Regions from separate parts of the Mus musculus genome. Here region 2 is linked to region 1. Evidence: chromatin contacts called from public Hi-C data. All regions are on one chromosome and are shown on one strand. Each heading gives the region's core, a stretch centred on a gene start, on an enhancer-like site or on the middle of the called end of the contact. The rest is flanking DNA. Distances are from core to core; before and after follow the strand shown.

What was found. Hi-C and Micro-C count contacts between places; a contact is called where the count stands out from the background.
Region 2: a contact with region 1 is called in a Hi-C map of CD8 T cells, with 5 times the contacts expected there. The contact joins the promoter of Smim12 here to the promoter of Map7d1 in region 1. A contact is called at or near these places in 1 of 39 promoter capture datasets (pre-B cells), 1 of 484 Hi-C or Micro-C datasets (CD8 T cells) and 2 of 115 datasets of contacts at active chromatin or transcription factors (microglia and pancreatic cancer cells).

Annotation. Positions count from the first base shown.
Region 1 is chr4:126,252,830-126,258,539 of GRCm38.p6, reverse strand. It overlaps Map7d1 (MAP7 domain containing 1), which reads left to right and starts at 2,221. Exons shown (of 18, transcript NM_001347198.1): 1 at 2,221-2,523. The coding sequence starts at 2,478.
Region 2 is chr4:127,241,104-127,246,813 of GRCm38.p6, reverse strand. It overlaps Smim12 (small integral membrane protein 12), which reads right to left and starts at 3,030. Exons shown (of 2, transcript NM_030252.2): 1 at 2,916-3,030.

The DNA.
Region 1 (5,710 bases), core at 972-3,471:
ATATGTACTCAGCACTTCCTATATACCAGGCCCTATGCTAAGTACTTCATTTCCATTGTCTTACTTAATCTTTACAATGACCCTCAAAATACTTCATGGCACCATTTAATTTAATTTTTTTATTTATTGTGAAGCATATCTCATACATCCCAATTGCCCTCAAAATTGCCCCATAACCAGGGGTTTTTATTTATTATTATAAATACTATTTAAATATTATAATACTATTTAAAGGGAGTTTTATTATATTCCTTACTTTTAAAAATTGGTGGCATGTGCCTTTAATTCTAGCACCAGGGAGAAAGAAGGTGGATCTCTGTGAATTGGAGGCCATTCTGGTACACTGGGTGAGTTACAGGCCAGCCAGGGCTACACAGTGAGTCCCAATCTAAATATATTTTTTCTTTTGTTTGTTTATTTATTTATTTATTTATGTGTGTGTGTGTGTGTGTGTGTGTGTGTTTGTGTGTTGGTTTCTCTGTGTAGCCCTGGCTGTCTTGGAACTCAATCCGCAGACCAGATTAGCCTTGAACTCAGAAACCTGCCTCCCGGGATGAAGTACATTCTTAATTCTACATAGGAGTGCAGAGATCAGAGAGCAACTTGCAGAAATTCGTTCTCTTCTACCATGTGGGTCCCAGGAATCCAACTCAGATCATCAGGTTTGGCTGAAAGCACCTTTACCCACCAAGCTGTTTTTCCCCCTGAAGCCTGTCTTGAAAGTCTGATCCTCCAGCCTCCACCTTCCAAGTGCCGAGATTGCCGGCCTGTGCCATCACGCCTGTGCCATCACGCCTGCTTGATGTAGTGCTGGAAATCCGAGCCCAGGGCTTAGTGCACGCTAGGCAGCCACTGTGGGCTGCACTGCACCCCCACATCACTACTGCTGTTTATCAACTTTAGAGTTTCAGGAGACGTGTCACTCTCGTTGCTGGCCTTTAGCACCATCCTTTTCTAAAGTCACTCAGCCTCCACCTCGGGCGAATCTTCCCTCCCCCCTCCCCCCAGGGTTCAAAGCGCCAGTTACTTACTACTGGGATAGAAACTGCTGCTAGGTTGCCTGAAACTTCTCCCTTTCCCTGAATCGTACTCCCTGCCCTCTCCCTTGGAATGACTGTTCTGTGGAGGTGCTCTAAGGAAGGAGGGTCCAGTGGTTAGGAAGGGGAAGGAGAGACAGGGAGACAGTGCCTCCCTGGCCCTAATCTGTGGACAACTAGAGAAATGACCTCCAGGTCAGGACAAAGAGCAGGGCTAGGATAGGCAGAGCCCAGCGGCCCCTCCTTCCTCCCTCCAGTCTGGTCCTCTCTGCACCAGTACCTCTACTATCGATCCACCTTCCCAGCAAGCTCCCTGCACCCTGTCCGAAGCCAAGCCCGACTTGGCTCGAAGCCCTCACCTCAGCGGGCGGGCATTGAAACAGGAGATAGGAGAGCCCACTCCAGAGCCCCGAGTATTTTCGGGGAGGAGGGTGAAGTGAGGCTTACTACTCTTTATCGCGACGAGCCGTAGGAAAGAAAAATCCTTCTGGAGAGATGTGGGGGCGGGGGATGGGGGTCTTCTGATGAAGGTAGGGGAGGCTCTAGGCTAGGACCACCCAGTTTGGATCAGGGAGGGCCCCAGCAGATTAGAGACCTGAGTAAAGCGCCTTACAGGGTTGTAATTACTCCCAGAGAAACAGAGAAGACACCAACCCTAGGGTGCAAGAGGAAAAGCGCCTTCGCAGCCATCACCAGAAAAGAGAAAGGATAGCCCTTTTAGGAGTCTCCATGAGACCGTTCTTCAGGCGTTGCAACGCCCCCCCCCCAATAAAGATTTTTGTCTGAGGCAGGCTTGGGAGAGAATTTAGACTGCACGCTAGAGCCTCCAGCATCCAGAGAGAGAATAGGGGATCCTAACCCAGCACCCCACTCCCCTAGTCCCAGCGGCCGGTGAGTCACCCGAGAGCTCCCTACATAGTCTTCAGGCGCGCGGCACGTACCAACGCGCGGCCGCAGGGGGAGTCAGTGTGGCCAGCAGCGTGCCCCCAGCTCGGCGTCCGCCCTGCGGCGACCACAGAAGGAGCATCGTGAAGTTCCGGGAGCTGCATCGCAGGGCGGTGTCGGAGCCCTCTGGTTGTGCCCGTGGTGGCTCCGTACTCCATCACTGCGGGGGCGGTCATCCCCCGCGCACTTGGTACATTCGGAGAGGCCAGGCCCAGCCCGGGCGGTACAATAGGGTTGGGCCGCGACCAGGACTGGGCCGGCGCGGGGCAAAGGAGCAGAATCGCGGTCGCGGAGGACCGACCTCGGGTAGCTGGCTACTCAGAGCTTCGTTAGCCACCGGCCTCTACCTCTCCCACTCGGAACGCCGCCGCCTCTGGGTCTTTGCCCGCTGGGCGGGCCGGGCGGGATGCGCCGCGGGACCCTGGTCCTGGCCTCCGGCCGTCGCCGCCGTCGCGGCTGAGACCCTCCCCCAAAACCTCCAGTGACGCCGCAGCCATGGAGAGTGGCCCGCGTGTGGAGCCCGGCCCGGGCGCACCCGCAGGTAAGCCGGGAGCCACACAAGAGCGAGCCCGGAGGGGGACCGAGTAGCCGCAGGGCGGCCGAGGATGAGGCTGGCGGCTGGGCGGGGACCCCTCCCCCCCGCGCCCTCTGACCACTTAGAAGTTTAAAAATAAAGGCTGTGGCCGCTGCCGAGGCTCCGGGCCACGGACGCATCTTCTGACAGCTGCCTCCTCCCCCCAACCTCCGCGCCGGGAAGCACGGGGCATCGGGATCCGTGGGAACCCGGCTAGGGATTCGATGGGGTGACCCTTCTGCCGCAGCCTGGTGCTATCCTCTCGTCCCCACCCCCACTCTCCTTCGAGATCCACCCCAGACTCTGAAGATCCTCTTTTACTGAGCTGGAGCTACTGTCTTCTCCATCCTCCGCGGGCACGTGTGACCTTAGTCTTAATATGTGTGTTAGGGTACCAGATTCTCAGGTCTGGAACTATGCATACCGAAGCTAGGCCCTCGTACCCCCACGCCCAGGCCCTGGCCCAGACCTCGCCCCCACCCCATCCGTCCAGCTGCCGCGCAAAGGGCCTGTTGCTGTTGTGGGCCGACCAGGAGGGGAGGGAGACGAGGGGGAGGTCTTTAGCGGTGGCTGCCAAGTAACCCGCCGGATAAAGGCGAGGGGGAGGGGGAGGCGGTATTGTTTGGGGCGCGGGTGGGAGCTGGGGAGTGGGCCGCCTTCCCAAAAGCCAGGCCTACTTCAGAGCCCACCCAGTCTGATTTGGGACAGGAGTGACAGAGGTCTGCCGGCACCACGTCACTTCTTTGGGCCGGACTCTGTAGAATGAGGTGACCGCTCAAGGATGGCACTCCCTACATGCCACATCATTCCCTCAGACTGAGGGTTTTTGGATGCTTTACACACACACACACACACACACACACACACAGAGTCTCAATGCCCTAGACCACCAAAGCTCTCCTTTCCACCCCTCACCCCACCAACCACCAGTGTTCTGGACTTCTGCAAACCCCATTCTATCTGGGAGCAGCTGACGAGGGGGTGGGGACAGAATTCTGGTTGGGCCCCGTGTTGGAGGGAGGACTCTTTCTTCCTGGAAGGGGAGGGAAAAGCTTGATTACTGAGGACCCAAGTCCTGATCCACTCACACAGTCATCCCCACATTTCCAGAGAGTTCCCAGCCTAATCCTGTCACCTCCCTGCCCCCTGGGGTGTGGAGCCCCGGATTGAGAGCATCTATAGGGGTGGAGAGCACCCAGGATGAGGTGGGGGCTGCTTGGCTGTGGGTGGGCTCCTCCCTGTGTCTTCGTGGTGCTTGGTGGGGATCTATGACATGTAGGTGGAGATTGGTGGGCTTCTGGAGGTTTACAGACTGTGCTGGCAACGAGGGTGGTCCAGTTTGTCTTGGTTCCACGGAGCCTGAGAGGGGACACCTAGGGAGGCCCAGCCTGGTCTAGCCATCTGCTTACTGGTATTTTGCACCTGAGAGTTCATGGCACTGGGGTGTGCACGAGAGCCCAAATGAGGGCAGGGACACAGCCTTAGCCGGGGCTGGTTTATAATTAGGGCACTTGGATGAGTGGCCCAGACTGTGTATGGGGGCAGGGGTGGGATGCTTGGCTGTACTTGAGGGCCTAGGTGAGTGCGGAAGGCCACATGCAGAGGTCTGGATGAGAAAACTCTTCTATTCACAGGGATCTAGATGGAGTTACAGGACAGGTTGGGTCAGGATCATGCCTTGTTTCTCTATACATTGAGAATCTGAAAGTGACCAAAGCCAAGACTTCCTGAGAGTAAATGACAGGCCCATAGTATGCGCCGGGGAGAATATGGGGCAGTGGTCCGGGGAGAATATGGGGCAGTGGTCTAGGGCTCTGAGTGTTGGTGACGTGACCCTGCTTTCTTCAGGTGCTTAGTTGTACACCGAGCTGTAACAGACAGCATGGGGTAAGGGGACAAGGGTGGCATCCCCTTTAGAGTCAGAAGGCCTGGATGGAAATCCCAGACAGCTGTTTCCTGACTAGTGCCCTGGACCTAGGGATTCTGTTCCCCGGGGAAAACATGGATCAGGGTTTGCGCTGTGAGCCTCTTGTGGTCGATGGGCGATGATGAACCTAAAGGAAGCTGGCATGCAGGCACCAGACACCCTCCTTAAAGTGTGATTACCATTATTGTGGTTAGGCTCATTACAACTGGTGCCAGTGGGGAGGCGTGAACTGTGGGGGAGGGCGGGGATTGGGAAGCAGCTCAGAGTGTAGACACTAGAATCGATGAGTTCCACGTCATAACCTCCACTGGACGATGGGGGGGGGGCTGTTTCTTAACCCAAATCTTAAGTTTTTCCATCTAGAAAGTAAGAATAGTGCTAGAAATGACCCCTTAGGGGCACCAGGCTCTTTAACTTAGCCCCTGGCACACAGTTAGTACTTGGTCAATGCCAGCCTAGGCTTGTGTTTTATTGATATCATTTCTAATTCTGTCAGAGGTCTGAGGACCTCAGATGGACCCCCCATTAGAATTGAAAGGGGGAGGGGGCTGGAGAGATGGCTCAGCGGATAAGAGCACCGACTGATCTTCCAAAGGTCCTGAGTTCAAATCCCAGCAACCACATGGTGGCTCACAACCATCCGTAATTAGATCTGACATCCTCTTCTGGTGTGTCTGAAGACAGCTACAGTGTACTTACATATAATAAATAAATACATACATATAATAAATAAATAGAAAGAAAGAAAGGGGGAGGGGTTGGTATAAATAGGGCAGAATACCAGGCGAGGGACACCTAGACTGATGTGAGGAGCTGGAGGGCACCTGGACAAGAGAGAAGTTCTCCTTGGCAGGAGGAGAGAAAACAGGACTCGGGTCTCTGCACATTGTCCTGTGGCCCCACCATGTGACAGCAGGGTGCTGGTTGCGCTGAGGTGGTGAATGCAGTCAGTCAGAACCTATTCTGACTTAGATGGGGAGCAGATGTGTTCTCTGAAGAAGGGCAAGCACCATGGTTGCCTGCCAATGTGGTGCCGCAGAGCATGGGCTTTGTGGCACACCCCGTAGAAGTTGGGGAGACCGGCCCAATGGACTGCAGATATCCATGCAACAGCCAACATGGTTGATGCCTCCCACTGCCGGACAGTCCCCCTCACTGGACTGGTGGGCTCAGTGTGAGGCCTTTAACGAGCCTCTAATGTGAAGTCACGCATATGCAAATGAGGAA
Region 2 (5,710 bases), core at 1,781-4,280, 990 kb before region 1:
CAGCCTGGCAACTAATAACTGGGCAGCCACCCTGCAGAGCAGCAAGCAGCCACTGTGCTCTGTGCAACAGTTGGGTCCCCGAAATACTCTAAGAAGTTGCAAAAGATTCGACTGTTGGGGACGGGGGTAAAAACCTCTACGAACTAGTGCTACTGTGTGCATATGCCCCTCACAAGGAAACTCCAAGCCTAATTAATGGCTCTTCCAACCTGGTATGACCTCAGGTCCTCTCTTCCAGATATCTGTCAACATCTTAGGAAGAGAAAAGAAGTCTTTTCTCTGCTCTATAAAACTTCACACAGCCTCACTCTGAATTCTGGCTCCCTGATGATAAGTAGTTCCTTCTCCTGGGGGAAAGCACAAGGGCCTTATTTAACTATGATCTATTACCTAACTATTCTGACCTAAGATGGATAGGGTTTTGTTTTGTTTTGTAACTCTATTCTGGCCTTGGCTTTCCTAATAATAACCTATAGTTAACAAATCTTGATCAAAACAACTTCAAAATATACGACCTGCAACCATTCACATCCTCATGCTTACACAGCAAGTCCCTGAAAACATCACAAATGAATACAGTATTCCAGATGCCCCAGAACCCTAATACTTAAAAAGTCCCCGTGGAAAATGCTGTAAAAAAAAAACAAAAACAAAAACAAAAACAAAAACTGTAGAGCTGCCCCTAGGGCCTCCTGCAATGAAACACCAAAGTAATATGCAAACCTACACACTCAAATGGCCACTTAGTCACAAATGATTACCACTATTAAATTACTATTTATACCATTATTTAATTACCGTTACAATCATAAAAGGCTGCTGGCAATGAATGTAATAATGCAAGCTACCACCATCTACTGAGTGCTTATTCCAAGCTGGGCCCTGGGCTAAGCACTTCACACACACAGTGTTCTCCAATGTTCACATGCTCGCCTTAGTCATCAGCATGGAGTCACTTGCCCGTGTTTATGCTTCCATAACTGTTTCTCCAACACCTCTCTCTCTCTCTCTCTCTCTCTCTCTCTCTCTCTCTCTCTCTCTCTCTCTCTCGGCTCTACGGTGAGACATCCAGACCTCATGGAAGATTTGAAGGCTCCTCATTTCCCCCTTTTATTCTCTTTGGGGGAACTTGGGTGTCTTGTGGGCCTGACACTACACATGGACCTTCAAAGGCAAAGAACTGCAGCAAGATTCAAGTTTCTCTTCCTGCTCCTTTGACCTGACACCATGCCCTATGCTCTACCATATCTCCCCTGGTCATCGCCTGACCCTCACATCTCTATGATGTAGGAACGAGGAGCCCAGATTCTTGTCCAAGGCCATAGTGGCTCAAAGACACTGTGTCAGCTTGCCAAAATCATACAAGTGGCAGGCCCGCTGGTCTGAGGCCAAGCCTGGGCTTTTTTTCTAGCAGAAAGAACACTCTGCAGATGTATGCATGGTGTCCGTTCACACCCTAGATGTGTGGAGGGCCTCCTACAGCTCCCCATTAGCTTGGCTTTTCATTACACTGAAAGTCTTCCTTCCTTCTGAGCTCTGAAGTTATATCATGAGATCCGAGAAACCTTACAATGTACACATTAACAAAGAGGGGAAGCTCCAAAGAACCCCAAACTCAATCCTCCATTCTATTTTTAACTCAGTACTTCGTTCTATTTTCTGTTTTAAGTTTTGGGGTTTGTTTGGTCAGCTGGTTTTGGTTTTTTGAGATAGGGTTTCCCTGTGTAGCCCTGCCATTCAGATTCCTTCTGTAGACCAGGCTGGCCTCAAACTCAGAGACTGGACTGGCCTGCCTCTGCCTCCTTAGTGCCAAGATTAAAGACATGTGCCACCACCGTTGGGCTTGTTTTTATTTTTAAGACAGGTTCTCATGGCACCCAGCCTGGCCTCAAACCCTCAAAGTAGCTAAGGATAACTTTGATCTGCCGACGCTCCTGTTTCCAGTGCCAAGTGCTTGTGATCACAGGTCCACACCAAGTGCAAGTCCTTTATACAATTCCTGGGTAGAGACTCTCAATTTTCCAATTTGTCTTAGGGCGGGCATATCAAGCACCAGTCTATGAGTATTACTCTTGTACATAGAAAGCCCAAGTTCTATGTGCTCTTGTCCGAATTCCAGTCATCCATGTATACAACACAACCTTCTCTTCGGTAAGCTATGTGGGCCTACCCTACCTGTCTACAGCTCTCAAAACACCCTGGAGCTCCACAAGGTTAAGAACTAAGGATGTCCGGATCGTCCTATGCTCTGTGCCTCTTCCCACCCTTGCTATCCTCCCTAGCAAAGAGCTAAAAAAGTTTGTTGGTCGAATGAATGACAGGCAGCATAAACATGTTGCTTTGTTTATGGAAGACTACAGCAGCCTTCCACCCGCACTCACAAAGGGGTATAGGGATATGATCATAAGCAGCTAGACTTCATGAAGTCATCCCGAAGGTATCAAAATGTAAGTAGCACAAGTGTTTCCCAAATACTGCAACGCCTATTTCCAGCCCGACACGCAGGGGCGCCAGCCAAAGGCTCCAGGTACAGGTCAACCGGGCCGCCAGGAAACCTGTCCCAGTGCCTGAGCCCACCGGAAGCTCTCCAAATGAGAGCAGTCGTAGGAGGTCCGAGAAGGTGAAACCATCAGCCTTGACAGCCAGCCAAGTTGGGATGGGAGCGCCAGTGAGGTTCGGGTCATCAGCTCCTGTTCCCTGTCCAGTCACGCCACACGCGTGGCTTCGTCACCCTTCGGCCTGCAGGGGCCTGAGGCGGACGAGATCTGACCACAGTCCACACTCGGCCACCAAAAGCTGGCCGAGGCCGAGCGGGTCACGGAAACCATCGCTCCCTCAACTAGGAGGAGCCGTTCCCGTGGGACTGGGGGCCAGCGATCCTGGGAAGCGAAGTGCCCTCAGCCCTGGGAACTCACCTGCGGTCCAGCCCGCACACCCCGGACAGGTCCCGCGCTGCGCCCGCTAGCCGGGAGCAACAGGGACGCCGAGGTTCCCAGTGGCCCGCGGGGCGCGCCCGAGGCCCCGCCCACTGGCATCTCTCGGAGAGCAGCGATTGGCTGAGCTCCAGCCAGCTACAGAAGAAAGGAAGCCAGGCACCCGACCCTGCGTTGGACTAAACGCAGAATAGTATAGCGCCCCCTGACGGCTCGGAGGCTCCCCTGTGACGTTGCCACATGCTTGTGAAGAAGAAAAAAGAATAGTCAGCTTTCATTGATCCAAATGAAGTTCATTAGGTGTCTTCCGAGACTTACCTAGGTCGGATATTACTGAAACCGAAAACCCAACCCCTGACCTCCAGAAGCTCCCGTAGCAGAGAATAACCTAGTACTTTCAATCTTCTTGGGATCTGTGCTTTCAGGCTGTGTGTCCTTGGGAACATCATTAATTAATCTGAGCCTCAATTCTTCTGCATAGCGTTAAAACCTTCCATTTCAGCAGGGATGTTGCAAGGGTTAGATAACATCTTGTTTGTAAAATACTGTGCCAGGCACACATCTCGCAGGGAACTAGATTGTAGCGTTAGTGAGTCTACAAATTGCTGAAAGTACCAAGACCCTCTGATCGCAAGTACTCACTCTCCTTCCTCCATGTTTCCCCTGTCCCTGAGCGGAATTATACTTATCACATATAAGAAAAAGCCTCACACCCCAAGCTCTCTAATGGACTACCATAGTCCTGCCTTCTCAACCTGCCCACACTGCTCTCAACCTGACCAGTCTCCTTCCCACTAATAGCATGCTAAAAATCAACGTTTGAAGCCTGTGTGTCCATGTTCTTTCATCTACCTGGAGTGCTCTACCCAGCTTCCCTTAAGTCTACCCAGCTTCCCTTAAGTTAGCAGTGAGCCATTTCTCAAGGTCACGGGTACTCTCACAGGAAGCGTCTTCAAGACTGTACTGTCAAGTTAGAGATTCTTCCTCTTTTAGATCAAAGAGCCCAAAGCTAAGCCTGACAGCGAAGATGGGGAGGAAGAAGCTGCCAGAAATTAGCAACCGTGATTATCAGACCTTGATTACTTGTGCATTGAATCTGTGGGAAGAGATCAGAACAGTCTAGAACACAGGCTGGCATTTAGCCATTCTACAAGCTAGACATTGGCGATACAAATGGGGACTGCCCTCCGTAGTTTCCTGGATGGAGAAGAAACAGGAAGACCCACACAGTGTCATAACAGAGGACACTGTCCGTCCATACAAGAAGAATGAGTGGAGGTTCCCTGGAAGGACAGATCCCTAAGCTGGATCTTAATAGTGACTAGAAGTTCCCTCCAGCAGACCTGGGTAAGCACAGAATCCCCAGCTAAAGTGGAAATGACAGCATTGAGAAGTCCTGAGGCGCAAGACCAGCCTTGGCTCTACACCAAGATCCTATATCAATTAAAGGAGTCAGTTAGCACTTCCAGATCACACAGAACTACAAGCTGAGACCCTGTCTAAAAATAAAGTAAAATACCAAACACTGGAATTAGTTGTTTAATTAATTCAAATCTTGACTCTGTGGCCTGCTAATCTGAGAAAATATATTTATAACCTTTTAAAAATGATTTTAATTATGTGTGTGTAAGGGGGGGGTGCAATGAATGTAGGCACCCATGGAAGTCAGAAGAGGGCGTCAGACACACAGGAGTTTATGAGCTGTCAGACATGGATGCTGAGAACCAAGCTAGGCTCATCTGCAGAGTGGTGTGTTCCTTAACCACAGTACCATCTTATAGACCTATTTGTATTTAAAAAAAAAAAAAACCAGTAAGAAAATACCCTAGGACTGGCCAGATGGCTCAGCAGATAAAGGTATTTGCCACCAAACTGATGGCCTGAGTTTAATCCTCAGGACCCACATGGTTGAAGGAGACTCTCAACTCCTGAAAGTTGTCCTCTGAACTCCCCATAGGGTCTGTGGCTTGTGAGCATACACCCACACACAAATAAATAAAAGGAATAAAAACCTTTAAGACATCCTCTAGGGTTGCTGTTGTAAATCACGCTAGTGTGCAGATAGCGCTTGCCACACCTCTTGGCATTTGCTCAATGAGTGTTTGGTAATGAATCCTTCTTGTCATGTTAAGATTCCCCCAGATTCCTGCTTCTTTCTGCAAGGTTCATCCGAGGCATTACTTCACAAATGGAAAAAAATTCCGAGTAATATCTTCAAGTTGGCCCATTTTGTCACTCCCCAGATCCAGTCTACCTCACCTGTGCTTCTAACTGCCCCTCAAAATCAACACCATCATTTCTTCCCTGGACCATCTTAGCAGTTCCCCACCCCTCAACTGCCCCCCACTGCCATGCCCGTTCCTTTGGCCAAAGGACCCTTTAAAATCTAAATACAACAATGGAGTCCCCAGCTTAGCCACTGATCCCTTCTGACCATGCCATCCATCCTGGGCTGCCCTGTCTAGTTCTAGCTTTCTTCTCCAATCATTCAGAACTCGGTCATCTTTCCAAGTCTTTGCCCACACTAGTCCCTTGACTGGAAGTGGGTATCCTCCCTCCCATGTCTCCTATGCAAGTAAGACAGTTCACATGGCTTTCCCAAACTCACTGTTCAGCAGATGGATATCTGTTCCTGTTAGAAACAGGAAAGCTAGCTACCTTTGTAACCATGCAAAGAGGTTGGAGCATATTTAAAAGTGACCAGGCCACAAGGACCCCAAATCTATGGATGAGATTGCAAAAGGCTGTCTGTCACCCCTCAGCTCCCCCTCTTCCGC